Linked DNA regions of Anser cygnoides: region 2 is linked to region 1. The links are chromatin contacts, called in public Hi-C maps. All regions are on one chromosome and are shown on one strand. The core of a region is the stretch at or near the end of the contact, and the rest is flanking DNA. Distances in the headings are between cores, read along the strand shown.

Region 1 (3,026 bases), core at 62-2,561:
GGCCCGGCAGCCTCCTTTCCTCTTTTCTCACAGGGCAAGGCGGCACTTGAGCAACATGAAAGCGGTGTGTGCAAGTGGGAAGGCGGAACGCTGTGGCTGGAAATACGCTTTATGGTATTGAATGACTGATATGTGAAACTCATAGCTGCTGGTTATCTCTGAGGGCAGGAACTCGAGAGGGTCAGGAGAGGGTAAATATCTCTGGAAACAAAAGTCCCCTCAGTTATCGGAAGTAATGCTGCCGTACAAGCTGATTTTTGATGCGCTCGGCATCCAAAGCAAAGCAGGAGACAGACACAACCCTTTGAGGGCTCTCTCCCAGCCTCCTGATCCAGCCAGTTCTTGCTTTTTGTCTCCCCTCAGCTCTTGGGGAGTCCCCATGGGGGGCTGCTGGCAGAGCCCCTGCATGGCTCTGGGGCATCCCAGCCCCAGCTCGGGGCCCTTCTCTCCCCCACAGGGGACGAGGATCAGACCCTGCGAGCAGCCCTTCCCCACGGGCTCCTGAGGGACAGGATGGATCCCGTGGTGGGAAGGCAGCGTCTCCTCTGGCGGGGCTGCATCCGTGACAGCTTTGTGAAGAAACGGTGAAGAGCCTTGCGGGTACGGGCTTGGGGAGCAGAGTAATTTTTCCCAAGGAAAGGCAGGATGAATCCCTGCGAAATTGTCAGCTATTTTAGGAATGGCAATTTAGCGTTTCGACTCAACTGTATCATTACAGGAAAAGTTATGTAACATATTCCCCATTACCCGGCTGGGGAGCAGCACGGCTCACCCAACCTATGCATTCTGTATGTCCTGAGCAAAAAAACAAACAACAAAGACACAGGTTTTTAGAACAATTTATGGTGTTTAATAAACTGTGAGCATCGCTGCTGAAGTATAAGGGATCTGTGTCGTCACCGGCAGCGGCCGTGACGGCCGAGGCGACACTCGCGCGGGTCGTCACGCGCCGTTATTAACGCCGCCGTGCCACAGGAGGCAGCGCCCGCCGCCGTGCCCCGTCAGGGTGAGAGGCGCGGCCCGGCCCCGCCCCGCCCCGCCGCGGGGGATTCCCCTCACGGCCGCTCTGCCCCCGGCTGCGGCGGGAGCGCGGCCCCGGCCCGACCCGGCCCGGCCCCGCCCCTCCCCGCACGACGTCGCGGCCGCTCATTGGCTGCGGGCGGCCCCGTGGGCGCGAGCCCCGGCGGCCGTTAACCGGCCCCGGGGGTCCGCGCGCGCGTGTGTGTGTGTGTGTTGGGGGGGCGGCCGTTAAAATAACGGCCCTGTAACGGCTGAGGGGGTGTGAGGGGGGCAGGCGGGGGGGGCGAGCGGCGCCCCTGAGGGCCGCGGGGAGGATGCCCGCTGCCCAGCGGGACCCGCACGGCCGCGCGGGGCCGGCTCCCCGGGGAGTTCCCTGCGCGGGGAGGGGCCGGGGGGAGCGGAGATGTCCCCCGGCGGGGCGAGGCCGAGGCCCTGCCCCCTCCCCTTCGCCCCGCCTCTCCCCGCCGCACCTCTCCGCTGCGCTCCGCGCCCCGCTCCCTCGCACAGCCGCGCGGGCAGCGCCCATCACCCCGCGGCCGGGCGCGCCCCGCTCGCTCCGTCCCTCCCCTCCCTCCCTCCCTCACACGCCGCCGCCGCCGCGCTGGGGGACCCGGTGACGTCACGGGCGGCGCGCTCCCGGCGCTGGCTCGGCGCTCGCCGCCCCGTAACTTGTGCCGTGGGAAGCGGCGCCAGGAACAGCCCGGCCGGGCTGCGAGCTGCGAGCCCTGCCTCGCCTCCCTGCCCTCCTCTCCCCTCCTCTCCTCTCCTCTCCTTCCCGACCGCGGCCGCCGGCCTCCGCCTCGCCCCCGTCAGTGCCGCGGTGATGCTGGTGCGTTCCCGGCGGAGGGGCAGCGATGAGCTACCTTAAGATAAATACGCGAGACAGACGCCCCTTGGCCGCTGGAATATCTCTGCCTGGCCTTATATAAAGGAACGCCGCCGGCCGCCGAGCTCCGGGCAAACGGAGCGCCCGGCGGGAGCACCAGCACCGCCGCCAGCAGCAGCAGCAGCGGCAGCAGCAGCGGCAGCGGCAGCAAGGGCACCGGGAGGGCTCCGCTCCCTCCTCCTCCGCCGCCGCTTCCCAGGTGAGCGGCTGACAGCCGCCCCGCGGGGCCGGGGGGGCACCGGGGCTGCGGGGAGGGGGCGCTTGACAGGCGGCGGGGGGGGGGGGGGGGAGGGCGCCGGCCCGGCGGTGCCCCGGGGCAGCGCGGCCGGCGGGGCTGGCCCCGGCGCCGGAGGGGCCCGTGGGTGCCGGGGCCGGGCCTGTGCGGGTGACACGGCGCCGGGGAACGCGGGGAATACCCAGCCTGCGAGCGCACGCAGCCGGGGAGCGGGCTGCCTTGCGCAACCCCCTGCCGCGGCGGGGAGGGGGGTGCGCGGGGGCGCCCCGGCCGCGCTCTGCCCGCGGCCTCGGGGGGGTGGGGGGGGGGGGGGGTGCGCCCGGGGCCACCCGGCGCGGCGGCGGCGGCGGCCGGAACGCCCCCGCGGGGCGGGCAGGGGAGGGGGGCGCTGCGGGGGGACGCCCGCTGCCGGCCGCGAGTGTGCGTGTGTGTGTGTGAGCGTGCATATGTGTGTGTGTGTGTGTGTGTGTGAGCGTGCATGTGTGTGTGTGTGTGTGTGTGTGTGTGTGAGCGGGTGCGCGGCGCGGCGGCCGTTCCCTGAAGTGGGTGGGCCGCGGGCCCGTTCCGGGAATGTTCCATGACGTGTGAGCGCCGCGGGAAGGGGGTTCGCGAGGGGCTCGGCCGCCGGCGGCGGTGGCGGTGGTGGTGGTGGCAGCGGCGCGGGGTCTGCCGGGGGCACGGCCCCTTATGTAAGGCGCGCGGCCCGCCGCCGTTATGTAAGCGGCAGCCCCGGGAGGCAGCGCCGGGCCGCGCCGAGCAGAGCCGAGCCGAGCCGAGCCGGGGCGGGCGGCGAGGGGAGGGGAGGGGAGGGCAGAGGAGGGGCGGGGCGGGGCGGGGAAGCCCGGCCGGGGCTGGCGGGCAGGCGCCGCCCGCTCCTGCGCCGGG
Region 2 (3,276 bases), core at 729-3,228, 160 kb after region 1:
CACTTCATTTATTCATTACATATTTTCTTTCCAGTAATTCAACCGTTTATTGATTTATTTATTTTTTCGGTACAGACAACAAAAGCATTGTAATAGGGAGGCAACCTTTGGCCTTGAAAACACAGAGAGGCAAAATAGGCAGTTGGTATCACTGGAAATCACCCTGTAATTACAATCCAAGACACTTGTTATGATTGGGTTTTGGCTTGCAGGAGCTAGCATAACCCCCTCAGGCTAAAAGATAAAGGTCTGCTGACGTTAAATTAGGGTTGTGAATTAATGCAATGAATGACTTTTAATAATACCCTTTCAGAGGTGGCTCGGTGTTGTTAGCAGTAAGTTCTGACTGGATTTGCTGTGTGGGCCTGAGGGACTGGGGCATGCACCGTCAGGGAAAGTAAATGGCAGTGGGGGTGCCCTTGGTTTTCTAGAAAATCCCCATGTCCTGTGTGTGGCTCCTGTCAGTTCCTTCATTGCTTATAACACCAAAAGGTCTGAACCCACCAATTTTATTTCCAGAGATGTGAGCAGAGCAACTTCAGGTGGTGTTACATTGTTAGGTCGGGCCTTAGTACGACATATTTCTGAATCCTGAGGGTGTTCCTATCTCATCTCTTCAACAACCAGGGATGAAACCGTGATGGTCAGCAGCTGTGAAGATGTTTCTGGGCCAAATGCAGCAGCCATATTTTCTCTAAGAGTCTTCTTCAGAAATGGCACTTACTTCTGCTCAAACCCCAAAGGGCTGCAAGGGCAAAATTATGGTGGAAAGCAAAGAAAGCAGAAACAAAGAACAGTAAAGAGGGAAGGGTACGGTAAAGCAGAATATAGCCTCTTCTGGGTGTACTCTGGGCCACTTTTAATTGTTTGGCACTTGGCTTAAACTTACATATTCCCCAGGCGGTCAGCACAAGAAGTGGCTGGATGCCTTCCTTTACAAAGTGAGCACAGCCTTTGTGGCTGCAGTAGTGGAGGAAGGAAAAGTATAGCCCAGACTGAAGTAGTGGATGGAAAAACCCTCAGACATCCTCATTGTACTGATTAGTATCTTGAGTCATTGCCTTTGGGGGAGGTGAGAGTTTCCTCAGTACAGCTGAGTTAGACGAGTTCCTTTAATGAGGTTAGATACAAGAGGCATTGCGCAGTATGATGGAGTTCCCTGGGAAAAAAAAAAAAAAAGAAAGAAAAAAAAAAGAAATAAAGATGTCTTCTTTTTAATGCCGAGGGTCAAGGTCTAACTGGGCATCATCAGCATCAAAACAATAGGCTTTGTGAGCTGCCAAAGCTGCCCTAGATACCCAACTGAAGGCAGCTGGAAGTGATGGACGGAGCGGTGATGCCGCGCGGCTGCTCCATGCCCCAAAGATCTGCCTCGGGCTGAGGGTCTGTCACCACAGAGTGGTCCCCATCCTGCCCGTCGGAGGCTGTCCCTGCCCCAGCTGCCAGGCAGCCGGCGGCGGTGGCACAGCAAAGGCCAACGCACGGGCGGTAACGCTAATGCAATGTGAAACCTCCCCCAGACAGCCAGGCGGGAGGGCGGAGGGGAATGAGGACACGGGCGAAAAAGGGAAAGAAATCGGGCTGTCTCTTTATCTCCTTTCAACAGACCTTTGTTACACAATGTGCATATTTGTGCTGCTTTATATAGCACGCGTTAGGTTTTCCTGCTTCCTGCATGCACTGTCAGGACATGGCATGAAGACAAAGTGTGAGTCTGCTGCGCTTGAGGAGTTAAACTTGCTGAAGGGAAAGGGAAGGTCTGACCTGCATGAACCTCGTGACTGCTAATCTCTGTCCTGTGGCTAGCGTGAACCCCCCCAAATCTGGCCGTTCCTGTTTGGAAGCAGCTGGTGCCCTGCTTCGGTCCCACTGGGCTTTGCGAGTTTCAACACACAAGAGGTTGCGGTTTGCTCTGAATAACACTATCTGAGCTCGGAAAGCAAAGCTGTCGCCTTTGCAGTTAGACCTGCTGAGCACCTTCAGCTACCAACTGGGCAAGCAGGTTGTCACACACTTCACGTGGCCCATGCGGAGGGCTGACCTCTCACTGAAATGCCGCTTGTCAGTCTGCTGCTCTGGAAATCTGTTACCATTTCTTAAATGCTCAGCAAAAGTGGTGGAGCAGGGAAAGATCAGAGAAATCACTTTGCATAGAGTGACCTGGTAGTACTGAAGCTGTTTTTTGTTTGTCTGTTTTTCCATTTATTTCTTTCATTCTCCTCCAAGAATCATAGCTCAATCTCAATCATTTTTTTTTCTAATAGTTTGGAGTAGGTTTAGGAACTTGAGATTCCCTTCATTACCACCTTTTCCTTCTTGAAAGTGCCAGACTGGATTTTGCACAAAAGGCATATTAATGGACAGAGAGCTGTTGTAGCTATAACAGCAGCAAAAGCTGCAGCCAGCACCCTTCCGCAGGGAAGCAGTGAACCCAGTCACCAGTGTCTGTCTAACCCAAACCAAGGGGCTCTCAGGAGCCCTGCTCCTGCTCCTGCTCCTGCTCCTGCTCCTGCTCCTGCGCCTGCTCCTGCTCCTGCTCCTGTGCCTGCTCCAGCCTGCAAGAGAGCTTGAGCTGGCAGTGATGTCTTGGTGGTAACAGGCCTAGGTGAAGCTGCCAAGGCCTTAGCTAAAGAGCTGAGACCCAAATTTAGTTTTGGACCTTTTGGGAACAAAGGGTAAAGTGTCTGGATTTGGGGTTCTTGATAGATGTAAGACACAGATGAAGTTCAAGGTTATAATAAAATTTTTGACAGCGTGTGGGGAAGTTGGTCCTGGGATACCAAGTATGGATGAACTTCAGCTTCCTGTAAAAACACCGCTAAGCTATGTTAGTTTTTTCTTGGTGAAATGAACATTTCTCTGGTCCCTTTAATGCATTTATCGCCCATACTACCTTTCAAGATAATAGCTATGAATGCCTCCTTTGTTATAAGACGCGCACTGCCCTGTGTGCGTGGGAGGTGGGTGTTACACTAGGCATCATACAGCAGTATTCTGGTATTTTAATAAATGAGCTTCTACTGGAGGTGACATTACTTGAGTGTAAAACCAGGCATATCTGTCTCCTTAGCAAGATACAGGGTATTCTGTGGGGGTGTGAAGTAATTTTCTTTGAATAATTGAATTAAGTAATTATGCGTTATATAAATGTATAAGGCTCCAATTGCCCATAGTATCTGTGTACCATTCACAGAACTCAACGCAATATTTTCTTCTGATTACATGAACACTCTATTCTGAATACGCCAAACAAGCTTCATTTCTGTTTTTTTTATA

The links. A called contact is a pair of places that touch in the nucleus more often than the background predicts.
Region 2: a contact with region 1 is called in a Hi-C map of liver, with 4 times the contacts expected there. The contact joins the enhancer-like site here to the promoter of HIVEP2 in region 1. A contact is called at or near these places in 4 of 7 Hi-C or Micro-C datasets (granulosa cells and liver).

What each region holds. Positions count from the first base shown.
Region 1 is chr3:58,049,210-58,052,235 of Taihu_goose_T2T_genome, forward strand. HIVEP2 (HIVEP zinc finger 2) reads left to right here and starts at 1,312. Exons shown (of 12, transcript XM_048080738.2): 1 at 1,312-2,105.
Region 2 is chr3:58,203,648-58,206,923 of Taihu_goose_T2T_genome, forward strand. No RefSeq gene overlaps it. Among named protein-coding and RNA genes, the nearest start is that of HIVEP2, 150 kb to the left of the region's middle. Within about 2 kb of position 1,979, at least 2 of the 3 cell types and tissues checked have open chromatin away from gene starts, as enhancers often do. A contact at or near this core is called in liver, where this site is marked.